Linked DNA regions of Mus musculus: regions 2, 3 and 4 are each linked to region 1. Evidence: chromatin contacts called from public Hi-C and promoter capture Hi-C data. All regions are on one chromosome and are shown on one strand. Each heading gives the region's core, a stretch centred on a gene start, on an enhancer-like site or on the middle of the called end of the contact. The rest is flanking DNA. Distances are from core to core; before and after follow the strand shown. Region 1 holds the start of Actr3 (ARP3 actin-related protein 3). Region 2 holds the start of Tsn (translin). Region 3 holds the start of Dbi (diazepam binding inhibitor). Region 4 holds the start of Steap3 (STEAP family member 3).

Evidence for each region. Promoter capture Hi-C pulls out the DNA fragments that hold promoters and counts their contacts. A called contact is a pair of places that touch in the nucleus more often than the background predicts.
Region 2: a Hi-C map of B cells shows a contact between it and region 1, with 5 read pairs. The contact joins the promoter of Tsn here to the promoter of Actr3 in region 1. A contact is called at or near these places in 1 of 39 promoter capture datasets (cranial neural crest) and 1 of 484 Hi-C or Micro-C datasets (B cells).
Region 3: a contact with region 1 is called in a promoter capture Hi-C map of pre-B cells. The contact joins the promoter of Dbi here to the promoter of Actr3 in region 1. A contact is called at or near these places in 2 of 39 promoter capture datasets (cranial neural crest and pre-B cells) and 2 of 484 Hi-C or Micro-C datasets (B cells and muscle stem cells).
Region 4: a promoter capture Hi-C map of pre-B cells shows a contact between it and region 1, with 3 times the contacts expected there. The contact joins the promoter of Steap3 here to the promoter of Actr3 in region 1. A contact is called at or near these places in 3 of 39 promoter capture datasets (maxillary cranial neural crest, pre-B cells and second pharyngeal arch cranial neural crest) and 1 of 484 Hi-C or Micro-C datasets (the G1E-ER4 cell line).

Annotation. Positions count from the first base shown.
Region 1 is chr1:125,433,699-125,437,433 of GRCm38.p6, forward strand. Actr3 (ARP3 actin-related protein 3) reads right to left here and starts at 2,029. Exons shown (of 12, transcript NM_023735.2): 1 at 1,587-2,029. The coding sequence starts at 1,630.
Region 2 is chr1:118,309,287-118,313,021 of GRCm38.p6, forward strand. It overlaps Tsn (translin), which reads right to left and starts at 2,060. Exons shown (of 6, transcript NM_011650.4): 1 at 1,715-2,060; 2 at 487-580. The coding sequence starts at 1,780.
Region 3 is chr1:120,119,464-120,123,198 of GRCm38.p6, forward strand. Dbi (diazepam binding inhibitor) reads right to left here and starts at 1,633. Exons shown (of 4, transcript NM_007830.4): 1 at 1,482-1,633; 2 at 432-549. The coding sequence starts at 1,490. It overlaps 3110009E18Rik (RIKEN cDNA 3110009E18 gene), which reads left to right and starts at 1,724. Exons shown (of 6, transcript NM_028439.2): 1 at 1,724-1,754.
Region 4 is chr1:120,256,911-120,260,645 of GRCm38.p6, forward strand. Steap3 (STEAP family member 3) reads right to left here and starts at 1,968. Exons shown (of 5, transcript NM_001379355.1): 1 at 1,851-1,968. The coding sequence starts at 1,872.

The DNA.
Region 1 (3,735 bases), core at 779-3,278:
ATAAAAAGACAAATCCTACTTAAGCAGCCATGGCATTATTTATAAGGTGATCAGTGACTATGTGGTTCTACTGACAGTGATTTCTAAAGCATGAAAGTACAACATAGCACTATCTGTCACTTCAATACAATACACTTGAAAAGTCCTATTCACTCTGGCTAATTCTAATTTTTAAAATGGCTCTAACATCCAACAACTGATCAATTAAACTACAAAAGGATAAACTTAAACACATACACAGAAACACTTCAGGGAGGTGACACTGGATTAAAAGAAAACCTAACTTTAATAAAATGTCAACTAAGAAAATACATAGAAATTCCAAGACTAGACTAGTGTTTTCCAAGAAAAAAAAAGTTTTCTGTTGTTTCCAGCTGCCTGACAAAATTACAAATAAAGGCAGAAGAGTTTTAACTAGTGTGGAGGGAAAGAAAAGGCATCGCTTAAATAACTGTGGTAGGGAGAATAAGAGGAAAAAGGTTGGCAACTATCCTCAAAACCACTGATGTATTTGGGGGATTCGAGATCAGACAGGCCTCTTCCTCCACCAAGGATTTCAACGTAGAACATAAAAAAATGTACAGTCTTCTCTCTAGGTCACTACCCAGAGCAAGTTGTAACTCTTGACAAGGTTCATTAATACAAAACCACTACTTTAAAGTCATTTTAGTCAACCACACTACTATCAGAAACAATTACTTTAAATCAAACACATTCCTTTATACCCCCTTTCAGTTTTCAAGACACAGTCACAAAACGAACGTGAACAAACGTTTAGGTTCCAGGGTGCGTCCCTTCTCTCCCCTCTGTCTCCCTCCGTGGACACACAAGAACATTTTTTTTTCTAGTTCAGACATATTGATACCTACCACTCATAATGTACTCTTTATGCAACCTGCTTAATTTTGAAAGTTCTAATAAGACGTGGTAACGTTCGAGACGAAAAACTACCTTATAAGGCTATAAAAGACGGAAAGCAGGAAGCGGCTTTGACAAAACTAAGGAAGTTGCAGCGCGCTTGCTCACCAAGGGACTTTTTTGAGGCAAGAGCTATAACCCCCGTGAGATCCTCCTCGCTGGAACTGACTTGGTTCAATGGGTAGTGGGAGATGGCTACGAATGGGTGTGGGCGGAAACCAGGCGGCGCGTGGGTCCGCTGCAAAAGCCCCCCATGCTAGCTTCCCATTTTCACAGCCTGGTTCGTCGCTCTCCCCACCCACACGCCCTAAGAGATCGAGAGTTGTCACCGCGATCTTGCAAAATCTGCAAGGAGCGCTTCTCTCTCTCTCTCTCTCTCTCTCTCTCTCTCTCTCTCTCTCTCTCTCTCTCTCTCTCTCTCTTTTCCTTGCTCCTAGGTCTGGAGGTCCTCGGTGGGTGCCCTGCTTCACAGGCAGCAAAGGGGAGAGAAGGGAAAGGACAGCCAGGTGGGCCAGACGGCCTCCTCGGAAAGGAAGGGCCTGGAAAAGATCTCTGTCCCGGGAGGCTCCCGGCACCACCCCTCGCCAGTCTGGCCGGCTCCCCCCATTCATCTCCCTCCTCCGCCCGTCCCCGGCCTCAGTCTCCCCCACCCCGAAGACCCGCCGTACCCCGTGCCACAGTCCACCACACAGGCCGGCAGCCGTCCCGCCATCTTCCTCCTCGCCCGCCGCTGCCGTCCGTTCCGTGCTGCTGAGAGGCCGGGGAGCTAGAGATGGGAGCTGGCTGACCATGCACCGGCCCGGGCCGCCCTCGGTCGGGAGGGAGGGAGGAAGGGAGGGAGCTGTGGGAAGCCCGAGCAGGAGCGAGTGAGCAGTCGGCTAGTACTTCCGCAAGCCCAGCAGGCTGGCCGGCCGGCAGGCTGGCTGTCCCCGCCCTACCCTGCCGCGGCCTCCTCCTCTACCCCTCCGCTCTCCGCCCTCCTCCTCCTCCTCCTCGCTCCCGCCCCCACCCTACAACTTCTTCCCCCTCGCACTGCCTTTCCGCGGGGAGCCAAGATGGCCGCCGCTGCCGACGCCCCGGCCAGGCCAGGCCCCAGGCCGCGATCGCTCCCACTTCCGGTTCCGGGTGGGAGGAGCGAGCACGCGCGCGCGTGCGTGCGATGTACTGTGCGGCCGCCCGGCCCCGGCTCCCTTCCGGATAGCCAGAAAGTCCACTTTGGGTTTTCAAATAGCTGGAAGCCCAGAAGCCAAGCTGAGCTTGAAGGGGGTCCAGAAGCGGCTACGCATGCGCAGTGGCGCGCAGCTGTGGGTCGCGGCTCCGCTTCCGACTTGCGAAGATTCCAGTTCGCATTTTCTGGCCGGTGGCAGCCCAGAAGTCAGGCAGTTATTTAGTTAGGAAGCTGGCTTTTGGTGGTGGTGGGTGTTGAGTGTGTTTCTTCTCTGCTAACTTGAGCCATGGGCAGGAGGCTTTCTACTGTGGGGTGAAGGGCTAATTGGAAACGTGGTCAGCGGCATGTCCCCATAATCGCTGTAGGTGAGCAGTCAGAAAAGGGATGTGTCCTGAGATTTATGTCAGTTATACTATTGCATTGTAGTTTGCAAGCTCCCCAAAATGGTGGGCCTTTGCTTTTAAGACAGGCAAGGATCCAAGACGTTAGGTTGAACAATAACAAACCCACCTTCTTCAGGGTTTGGGGATTCCTGTGTGTCTTCCAAGAAAGGCAAGTGTTGGATCAGTGACATGGCTTAGCAGGTAAAGATGCTTGCACTCACTAACCTGAGTTTGAGCCCTTGGAGATCCACATGCTGGAAGGAATGAAAAGACCCCCACAAGTTGTTCTTTGATTTTGCGCACATCCTCCCCCTCATAAGAAAATATAAAACAAAAATTAAAAAATCAAGTTTCCCAGAGGTTATGCTCTACATAGCCTGTACAAATGGCCTTTATTTGGGTTTTGGGGTGATGATAAACTTCTTTCAAGAGTAGTGAGATTATCTCCGGCCTTTAAGAAAGGCCAGTGTCCCAGAGGTTGTGTTCTACAAAATAGACTCTGTGCAGGTGGCCTCTATTCCGGTTGAAGTGACAATGAATTTCCTTCTGTGGAGTGCTGTTAACGTGATACCAACTTTTTCTAGTTGGAAAAAAAAAGAAAAAGAAAAAGAAAGAAAGATGAGAAAAAGATATGTATTTTTTTACATCACAGACTTAAAAAGTAATACTTTTAAAACTTGAATACATCAGAGTAACATAGAAAGCTTAAAGTATGTTGCTGGGTCATCTCCCAGGGGATTAGGCAAAATCAATGTGCAGTAGAACCTGAGAATTTACTTTCTCATCAGCAGGAACCTGGAAAGTTAATAGCTTTCCTTCCCAACAGGCTTGTCTTTTATTTATTCTTTAGCAATCCCATACATGTAAATGCTATATCTTGATTGAATTTACCCAGAACCTTCTCTCTGGCTCCCCTGGATATCCCAATGTATTCCTCCTCCTCCTCCTCCTCCTCCTCCTCCTCCTCCTCCTCCTCCTCCTCCTCCTCCTTTTCTCCTCTTCCTCTTCTTCCTCTTCTTCCTCCTCCCTTCCTGTCCCCTCTGATTTTCATTTATTTTTTGGTAATCTCCTGAATCCAGTCAGTTTGGTTGAAATGCTGACTGATCTTGGCTAGATCTTCAGGAAACTATAACTGCAAAATCTGTGTCATGTCCAGAAGACAGCATCTTCTATGCACCCCCATCCCCTCCTCCATGATGCTCCCCGAGCTTTGTGGAGTGGTGAGGGTCTGCATAGATGGACCATCTAAGGCTGATGGTCAGTAGT
Region 2 (3,735 bases), core at 810-3,309, 7.1 Mb before region 1:
TTCAAAAAAAGAAAGTAAAAATAGAAAAAAAATTTAAAGAAAAAAAGGCATTCAATCATTAGAATCATTCATTAAAATACACACAAAGACTCACATGTGCCAACTGTAATGAAACTCACTGAAGTCTGAGGTTCAGGTGAGAGGAACACAACTCAACACAGCCTGGGCAACAAAGCAAGACTCCCGTTCTCTCTCTCACACACACACACCAATAGACTAACATAGCAAAACAACATTCCTATTTAAACCACACTATACACACATGGAAAAGCAACCAAAATATCAAGAATATCGTAAATCCTCAAAATGACCAAACCCCTATTCTCCAATTTTCACTCACAATAATAAATAAATAAAAGCATAATAAACACTCCTCACAATAAATGACAAAAGTGTACTCAGTATGTCCTTTTAATGGACTTAAGAGTGATATGTTGGACAAAAAAATTTAAAAATTTTTTCAAACATCAAAGCAAAAAAACTTACTGTCCTGAAATCCAGTACCCTGGTGGACCCCTTGAAGTAGGGTCAAAATCTCTCGAGCAGTTTGTTCTAAACTCTGTACAACTTTTCGTATTTCCTAGAGAGAATTAAAAACAAAAGCCAGATAAGGTCAGTGTAATCTTCAGCAGAGTCGCCTACAAACATGCTACCACACCCTCACATTCAGTCACAGCTCTCAGACTTTCACAAGAAGGGATTCTTCAGGTGTGAATCCAAACTCTTCCAGTAATTTCTTCTTGTCACAACTCAAGGAGCTGCTAAAAAAGCCTCAAATTCTACAAGTAGCCGTGAAAGAAAAATAGCCACCTGCTCAAGAACCCAACTGAGACACTATATAAATGAATAACTGACAATGTAAATGTTCTCTATAGAACAAAAACTTAAATACAAAGTGGTGACTGATTTTCATTCATTCATTTTGCACACATTCTCTGAGCACATTTAGTTATGGGCATTATGCAAACATCAGAGACGCAAGCAACTCCTTCTAGCAATAGGACGGATAAATGGGTTTTTTTTTCTCAATTTCTCACGATTTTAGGAGCTAACAGAAAAGCAGTCAAAATAAGGACTATAAATTTTGCACGTGTTAATTTCAGCACTGAAAACGCTGAAGGCTACAGGTTCGAGTTCGAGGTCACCCAAGGCTACTACACATCAAGATCCTGTCTCACGCGCAAAAGGAAAACAGCCAGAGAGCAGAAAATAAACTAATTCCAGCAAAAGCAGATAATACAACCAAGGGTCCTCAGACAGAGCAATATCTGGAGCATTAGACGAATAAAAAGTTAACTTAAACACACACACAGTAACGAGTGTAAATAAAAGGAGAGCGGGGAAAGAGACCTTGTGAGCCACCGGAGAATCTAGATTTTTTTTAAATTTTTTATGCGGGATGAGAAGCTACAGAAGAGCTTTTTGCTTAAAGAAAGACCGCAAGTGCTATTTAAAAAAAAAAAAATACCAGCAGCCAATATAGAAAAGATGTGCTGGTTAGCCACGGGCGTTAACCGAGCCTGGGACTGGAATACTGAACTAGGAAAGGTGATATTCTAAGAGGTACATGACGCTGAGAAGTCGAATCCGGAACCAAGAGGCGGCCTAACCTAAACCCATCGGGCCTGAAAACGAGAGACCGAGCAGGACCAGGCCAACTGGACCAGCCTGGCTAGGAAAAGAAAAAAAGGAGATGGGGAGGAAGGGGGCTCGCCTCTCGGATGTCCTGCTCGGCAGCCAAAAAGCCCTGCAGCTCCACGAAGATCTCGCTCACAGACATGGCGCTGGCTGCCCTACAATCAGTCAGCACCGGAGCACCGCCGAAGAAGTACGACCCACAAACAAGTAGCGGACTCGCTCGCAACGCCCGTCGCCGTCGCCACTGCCGCGTCCACTAGCCCTTGCGCCAAGGCTGGCGCCGGGGTCTTCCCACACCCGCGGCGCACCGGAGCCCGGGCTGCCCGCCGCAATGCCTGAAGCGCCGCGCGCACAGTCCCGTGCCGCGCTCTTGCCCAGAATCCCGACGGCAGGGCCGAGCCTCGCCTGCCGCCCGCACGTAGGCATCTCCGGAAACAGCCCTACGTAGGGGCTTCAGTGGCCCGTGGCCGTAGGCCGGCTGATAGGCAGCTCCAATTAAGGAGGTGGGGATTCGCAGATAGGCATCTAGGAAAACAGCCGGTTGGGGGGGCGGGGGGGGGGTCCTTAGGGACACTTGGCTCGTAGAAGGCGGGGCCAGCGAGTGGCGCGGTTTGCTTATCCATGTTATCTGTGTACTTCAAGCAAGGGAGGGAAGTTATACTTCTGTCTGCTCAACAAAGAGCATGCATAAACTGAATGGGGAAGAATGGCGAGAGAATGTAATCCGATAAATGAAAAATAATAAAAGACTATAATCTAAATAAATATTAATGAATAAAAATATTATCTTCGGGTCTGGAGAGATGGCTCAGCGGTTAAGAGCATCGACTGCTCTTCCAGAGGTCCTGAGTTCAATTCCCAGCAACCACATGTTGGCTCTCAACCATCCATAATGGGAACTAATGCCGTCTTCTGGTGTGTCTGAAATGCAATGTACTCATATGCATAAAATAAATAAATCTACCAAAAAAAAAAAAAAGAAAAGAAAAGAAAAGCGTGTTACTGTAACCTTCAACCAGGGACTACACTTCAGCTATGAACGTGCTTCAGGGCTTTGAAGTCCTTGTACATGATCTGCCTCACAGCTATCCTATCCTCCCAATGAGTATCATGAAGATCTCTCTGGTCTTGAGCAGTCTTGAAGAGGCCAGAGTTCACCTTGTAGCTCCTGCCAGCTGCTTCTCCACCTGATCACCGAGTGCACTTTCTGAATGAGCTTGGATGGAGTACTTCCTGTTATTTCTTTGAAAGAGTATCGTCTGTGGTGGCGTGAGGGCTCTTAACCATCGAAAGGGAGAGATTGACAAACTTTAGCAGTTAAAGGTTTGTCACCAAGACTGACAGTCTGATGGAAGGAAAGAACCAACTCCCACAAGTTGTCCTCTTCAAACACACACACTACACTCACACACACACCAAGTAAATAAATGTGTAATCTTTGATGGACAGTCTCATACTCTCCCCCAGCCCAGAAAATCTATTTTAACTACAAAAGAACCATTCTTTGAAGGAGCAGGAACTAGCCAAGACACCCACTTGTACAGGAACTGTTTTTGATCATGTTCTGGACCCAGTTTCCTCATAACTTAGTAAGAAATATTCTTTGGGGGGGGGGGTCGAGAAAGGGTTTCTCTGTGTAGCCCTGGCTGTACTGGAACTCACTCTGTAGACCAGGCTGGCCTCGAACTCAGAAATCTGCCTGCCTCAGCTCGAACTCAGAAATCTGCCTGCCTCAGCCTCCCAAGTGCTGGGATTAAAGGCATGTGCCACCACTGCCAGGCTTGTGGGCTTTTTTTTTTTTTTTGAAAGAATATTGTAAGTGCCCTTTACCTTTCACTGGAATTTAGAATTTAGATACCTTGCTAAGCATGGGAGAAGGGATTCTTTTGATCTTAAAGCTTTTCTATTCCAACAGCCAATCCCTTCTTTTGTGTTCTTCTGTTTTGTTTTGGTAAAGAATATGTTAGATCTCAAAGAAACACATCTCAGAACCTTTGGCTCCTCCCAACACTTCTCACCAGCCCCCTACCCCAAACCTCTCCCAGGGCCTGGGCTTCAGCTTCTCTTCCCCTACTTTCTCCTCCCTATAAAAAAAAA
Region 3 (3,735 bases), core at 383-2,882, 5.3 Mb before region 1:
AGGGAGAAAAGTCACCTGGATAGGGCAGACTTGGGCCAGCAGCACTTCTGCCTTGCCCCAGGGTACCAGATATGATGTATCTGCTCATCTATTCGGCTTGGGAAAGAGGCCAAGCACTCCATGACCCTGTTCATCTGATGGAAACGGGAGGCTCGAGAAAGCGACTGCTGAGCAACAAGGCTGGAGCCTTTGCTGCCTTCAGAGTAGATGCTGAGATAATCAGTAAAGTCCTTGTAAACCCACACTGACTCTGCTCCCAGAGTCACTAAGAGTTTAGGGAGATGGTCTTTGCAGGTGACAATCTCTCAGCTTAAGGTCTCCATACCAATGTTCTGTCATCACAGCCTGCCTCTGGCAGTCGGAAGGCGAAGTTCTCAGACTCCCGGGCTGCCGAGCCAACTTGGCCCGCTCTGATGAGAAGCTGGGCATACCTGTATTTACATCGCCCACAGTAGCTTGTTTGAAGTGACTGTAGATGAACAGCATCTCTTCATCAGTTGGCTGAGTCTTGAGGCGCTTCACCTCCTCAGCGGCTTTGTCAAATTCAGCCTAAGAGTGAGGGAGAGGGAGAGGAACGAGATGTAGGTTGCCTGAGTGGGAGAGGCCCAGGGATGCCTCCCATATTCCCTCTTCTTGCCAGGATTCCCTAAGGCCCACCTGTCCACTCAAGCAGTTACAGCACTGTGTCAAGTGCTGGGAATAGTTTTGGCTCACAGTGGAAGTGCACGCCCTTGAAAATTTTCTTGCCCAACTAACTGCCTGGGCCACCACTGGCCCAGATCCAACAATTGCTGGGGTTCCAGTAAAGCCCGACCTATGATCAGCGGAGATTGACTGGGCAGTAAGGGGAAACGTGGTGTGATCAAAACAGTCGATCAGAGTTCAGGAGAGGAATGCGGTGGAATCCAGTGTCTGGAGCCAGCTGGTCCCTTCCTACAGGGGCCTGGAGTTCAGCGTTGACCTCTGTCCCAGTGCCCAGATTAGGGAGAGGCAAGTGGGAGGAGTCAGAGATCGCCCTACAGGGCTCAGTCCTCGGTAGTGGTCTCCACTGGAGGGAAGGAAAAGGCTTCTGGACCACCTCACCTACTCACATCTCTTCTGTACAGGGGCAGGCCAGGCACAAGACTAAATACCTTCCCCGACCTCCAGGCTCTTCAGCCAGGGCCTGTATGAGTGCCCCTCTATTCCATTCGGTTCTTCCCAGTGTGGGATTCAATCTTCCCTGTCCTTCCTTCCCTCTTACGCCCCATCTTTCTTTCGAGGACCCTGTTCCTGCTTCACCCAGGAGTTCAGCCCACCGGCAACTCTCTGGCAGTTCCGGCGTGGGTGGCAGTTTTACATATCTGCAAGGGAAAAAGTTCCGCTCCCCAGGCTATGAGCTGGGCTCGGATCCCAGAAGAGCTGCGGGATATCTGAGGAAATAGACCCGGCTGTCCCCAAACCCACAGCATCTTCGCAGCCCGGCGGGGCACACGCAGTACCTGAGACATACTGGTGAGGTGATACGGATGCCGAAAGCGCGGGAGCAAGCTCAGAAGCAGCAGCAATCAAGTCACAGAGCGCACCAGCTAGCGCCTTTAAAAGCACAACCCCGGCGTTCCAACTGAGCTCGGGCGAGCGGCAGCAGCCAATCAGAAGTCGGATCTGCTTTCGGGGGCGTGTCCATCCTAGCGGAGCGCTCCAACCCTTCCCGGACCCAAGAGGGAGTTTATTGCGCACGCGCGGGGAGGAGCCGCGGGGCACGTTGGGAGCAGGTGGGACGCGTTTCGTTTTTTTTTTTTTTTCCGTGGGGGAAGGGACGGACGGGACATTCTCCGTCAGGGCAGTTGGGCAGGAGCTAGCAGGCACTGAGAACGCGTGAAATGGGGTGCTGCGGGAGGAGAGCAGAAATCAGTATGATTCTTTCCCTTTAACTCTCATGCGGATTGGAAAGAGGCCGGAAGTTGCATCGCTGGTTGAGTAAATTATCCGACTAGAAAATGGGATGCCCCGACCCCTTTCGGAAAATCCAGGGAAGAATCCCCGGTGCACAGCGCAATGGTGGCCCGCTGGACCAAGTCCATATCTAGGCCTTTTCTTCTGAACTTCTGGCATATTCTTTGACATTGCCCATACTTGTCGGTCCTGCACCCCTAACGCAGTCTTGTGTTCCATCAGTGCTTTATAAAGGCGGAGACAATGTGATATAACAAACTTGCACAAGAAGAGGTGCCCATCGAGCCTTGGTTAAGTGAATAACTTTTCAAATGGTTTTTAAACACGTGACCTGATGCTTGCCGACTCCTAGACCTTGGACACGCAGCAGAGGACAAACAGACGAATCTTTGCTACTTTGCAGCGTCTTATAGTGGGTTCATAGTTGATTTAGTTTAAAAAGTAAAGAGTTGGAAGTTATAACTGATGTGTGTGGAGAGGGGTTGGGGAGAAGATGCTGTTTGAGCGAGTCCTGCAAGTCGGAAGGAGCATTCTAGCAGAAGCAGGAGTAAGCAGGAGTTACTGTGGACACTGAGGTCTTTGAATTCTTAGTCTCATTAGTGAAATAATTTAAAACTGATTCGGAAGGAAGCTTGAGGACAATTATATTAAAAGTTTGAGGTAAAAAACCCACAGGACAGACAAGCTGAAAATGTTGACATCCACTGGGGAGAGGAGACTGGGGAAAAGTTTTGCCTTTTTTTTTTTTTTTTTTTTTTTTGGTTTTTCAAGACAGGGGTTCTCTGTATAGCTCTGGCTGGTCTCGAACTCAGAAATCCGCCTGCCTCTGCCTAAGTTATGCCTTTTAAGCTAGACACGGAGGTCAGAGAAATTGAGAAAACCCAGAGTGTTAGGGAGAACATGCTTAGGAGTGCACAGCAGGTTCAGAGGGTTGAGTTTAGACGGCATTCAAATCCAAGAATATGTGTCCCGGGACAAAAGACTACAGCGGGGCAATGAGGAAGTACAACTAAGTAAAACACGACAGAGCTGCAGAAGTAAGAACGAAGTAAGCTGAATAGGTGATGGCAGAGGTTGTTCATTTTGGGCATGCAGGCAGTCATTCTGATGGAGTCATGGGGTGGGGAGGGGACTTTTCAACAGAGGTGATGGTGCTATAGGGGCCTTGGCTCCATGGGAGAAGGAGGAAGGGCGACAGCACAAGTGGGCGGGAGGATTTAGAGGGCTGAAAGAACTTTCTGGCAATGGATACAAAGGTGAAAGAGAGGGGTGATAGAAAATTCTCTGGAGGTCATTACAAAAGGGAGATAGTCTCTTCTCACTTCCTAATGTGTGGCCAGAGGCCTGGGCCACAGTTTGCCACCCTGTCTACCTGCCCCCTCATCACAGCTGTAGTGGTTTGCAAAGGCAGGGCTAGGGCTGCTGCTCGGTGCTGGAGAGAGTCTGTCTGCCTAGTATATGTGAGATCCTGGGTTCCATTCCCAGCCCCGCAAAAGTAGAAAACTTAAGTCCGAGCCTTCAGATGTCACCAGCAGCTTCGGTCATGTTTTGTGGAGTGTTTGGGAAGGAGAACTTTAATTGCAGGGAACACAGGTAGATTTGTTAGTTTGTAAGTCACTTTGCTTAGAAAGCAAAAGTAACAAAAATGTTGGAGGTGAGTTTGGAGAAATTGCCTGTGAAGTATAAAAAATGTCGATGTTTTCTTTGTCACTTCTGAAAGAGGAAGTGACTCCACAGAGCTTTGACTGGACTCCCATGCGGTCAGTGGATCCGTGGGCATGTTGCCGTTATCTGTATGTA
Region 4 (3,735 bases), core at 718-3,217, 5.2 Mb before region 1:
CTCTCTGTAAGTGTCTGGTCCCTGAACAACCCAAATCCTCAGGGTCGAATGAGAAGAGATTAGAAGACAAGGGCAGATCTCACTGTGCAGCAATACATGACTTTGGATGTGTGTTGGGATATGACCTACAGAGGATGCTTCTACTTTATGCATCATAAACTAAGGCCCAGACAGGCAAAGGGAGCACCTCTCGGTCCCAGAGCTGGCTCTGCCTTAATCTAGTCTCAGCATCCAACTGACATCTTGGGTGGCAAGGGCAGAGGCTCTGTATGTGGGTGCTACAGATGTCACCTGGCCAGCACCAGGTTCTAGATTTAAGTCTGTTTCCTTCCTGTGTCCTTTATCTTCTCTCTGAGCTGTTGGGAACAATTTCCCAGTCCCTCTTCTTGCTGTTCCTTTAGAGTGTGGCTGTCCTCCATCCTGGGTCTTAAGTAGGCGTTCACTTAGACCCAGGCCTTTGTTCCTTCCTAGGCTCAGAGACCACAGTCTCTTTCCTTGCCCAACCCGTGTCTACCTCCCAAGGTGAGGTGAGAGAAAAGAGGCTACCAGTCTGAAATTAGCATGTAAAATGTAGTGGCAGATCTGGAGATGGAGGCTGATTGGTAGAGAGCTTATGGAGTATACAGGAAGCCCTGAGTTATATCCCTAGAACCATACAAACATCGTGGTAGTGTGTATTTGTCATTTCCATATTTGGGCGGTAGAGGCAGGAGAATGAGAAGTTCCAAATTGTCCTTAGTTACATGATGAGGTTGAGACCAGCTTGGGCTACAGCAGGCTCTGCCCCAAACAAAATAAAAGCTAATGACATCAAACATGTCCTAAGTGGCACACTTCTGTTTTCTCTGTGGGCATCTCCCCTATCAGATGGACTCTTACAAACATTTTGCTGTTACGTTTCTTGCAATACTACCTGGGATTGTTATTTAGACATCATAAAAATCATTATTTTTTTTTAAAAGGATGGCAGTTTTGTGCCTGCCGAAGAGGAAACAAAGTCCATGCACATAAGCCAGGCCTCCCCCCACACACACTCACTCACACACACACACACACACACACACACACACACACACACACTCACTCTCTCTCACACACACACCCACAGACACACTCACACACACACACACTCACACACACACTCACACACACACACAGAGACACACACACACTCACAGACACACACACACACACTCACACACACACACTCTCACACACACAGACACACACACACACAGACACACTCACACATACACACACACAGACACACACACTCATGCACACAAGTTTGATCTGTTAGAAAACAGCATTTTCTCTCCACATCACTTTGCAGAATAAAAGCAAATGAATAATTGATAGAGCTTTTACAAACATCTAGCTTTTCAAATCCTTCTAGAAAAATCCAGTTCGATTACTCGCAGCCGGCAGTTCTGTGTAAAATTTATAATTCCCGACGGGCCCACATTCCTCAGAAATACATCATGAACATTAATTTTTTTTTAAAGCAACACACACTAAAACCCACGAAGCCGCTGCTTTCTCTGTGTGTGCAAACCAGAGCCCTGCACTCTGAAGAGGCTCTTGTGTTTACTGCCTGAACGCCCTCCCTGAGAAGGTGGCCCTGAAATACACACAGCAGACAATCAATCTCCTGCTTTATTTTGACAAGATCTTATTCTACTGTGCTCCTTGCTGCCAGGCTGAGGCTGTGCAACTCTCAGGGAAACACTGCTCTCTCTGGGCTCTGGTAAAATCTGCAGACCTTCAAAGAACAGCACTCTCAAGTGGACCAGAGGATGGCGTACTAGTAAGTGAATCTGGTAGCTGCCCTGGAGCCCCAACAGACTTACCAGCAACAGGTGACTGCGCCATCTGGCCTCAGGGGAGGTCTGAAGTTTTAGAATGCCCAGACAACCCCGCTGCAAGTCGCCTCTTCTGACTAAAGTCTCCACCTTCGGCAGTCTGACTGGGGTTTTTCAGAATTGGGACGGCCACGGGCCCTTCTAGGGCGTGGGTAACTGGGACACCTCCCCTCTCAGTTTGCCCACCTACAGCTGGCCACAGGGACTGGCCCCTGGAGAGGTGGCTGATGTTCGGTTAGAGAGTGCCCTGAGAGAGCAATTCTGCGGGAGACTTCCTGTTTGGGGAGGAAACCTCACTGAAGTAATTAGTGGCTCAGACTGCAGAGTCTTTGGTACAGGAATTGAGGCAGGATGGCAAGCTGAAGCCAGGATGCATAAAATGAATAAATGTCATGGAGAGGTTGGGCAGAGACACTGAGACCCTTGGAGGTACAAAGCCAGCATTATGGTAACAGAAAGTAGCGAATGATCAATTTCTAGGAGGGTAATTCATTGCAATCACCATGGCTGTTACAGGCTTCTCGAGAATTCTCTCAGCAGTTTGTGCTGATAGGGGGATCTTCTTTGTCACCACATGCCAGACAGTGCCTATAGCAGAAGATGATGGACAGACCGCTCTATTATCATTTCACTGGAAATGGTAGATAAGGGCACACGCCCACTCGCTGCTGGCTGCTGACTGCTGGGTTCCAAGGCTTTGAGGGCAGCCCAGAGTTCAGGAACGGTGCTGTCTGGGCTTGTGTATGGGCATATCTGACTGTCTTCAGCGTGTCAGAACTAGCAAACTTGCAGCCCAGTGAAGTCTGTTGCTAAGCACACACGTCCCAGTCTGTGGCTTTATAAGGACCAGCAACTAGAGCAGGTCCATATTGCTCTGACTGGCAGTCCTCTTATGTCTGTCCCTAACAGTAAAGCCTCTTGGGGGTAGGGCTAGATTCTGGAATCACATGGAGTCCAGTGCAGGCCAATACAGAGACTGGTTTTGTTTTCTCTTTCTTCATGCCCTGACCTGTGACTCTCTTGCTCTTGGCCTGCTCTTTCCATCTGAGTTTGAATATACTCCTGACCCACCCAAATCCCACTTCCTTGGAAATACAATTCCCTGTTGTCGGCATCTATCAGCTCCTGTAGTCCTGGACAACATTTACCCACTCTGAATCAACAAGTAAGGCTAGGTTAGCAGTTGGTTGCCCTAAATATGAACTTGAGTTTAACCGCATGCTAACAGTGTGACCTTGGGAAGGCTTCTTTCCTACTCTGAGGGTCTCACTTAGACCAGGTTGGTCTTAAAGAAAGACCTTGAACCCTTGATCCTTCAGCCCCTGCCTCCCCAGTACTTGGGATTACAGGGATACTCTACTATGTCCAGTTTATGTGGGTCTTTGGTTGGAGCCCAGGACTTCATACATAATAAGCAAGACTTTGGACTTTGCCTACATCCCCAGTGTTCCCTATTTTGACCATTAAGTAAAACAGTGACTATGGAAGCCCTTAAAGACACAGGTTACTCAGTGTTTGCCTGTTGTCTGAATCTGCTCTCTGTTGCTGGGGTACCATGTGATCCCTGGACAGTATCAGCTGAGGATAGAAACCTGTGCATCACCCCTAGTCCCTCATTCTGAGCTGTGCTCCCTTGATGCTGGAAGATGCCTGCGGAGGCAGTGGGGTTCAAGGAGGACTCTCCATCACCAGTGAGCCCCAGAGTCACCCAAAGCTCTGAGCAGCAGGATTTGGGACAGAATTCCTGACTCAGTACAGGAGCCCTTTAGCCTACTGTGTCCCAGACAAGGTTGCTGGGTGATCTCCAGGTCCCCTTAGAGTAGCAGTTCTGAGAGGAAGGGACACTTCCCCAGGAAAAGACACCTGCTGGGTG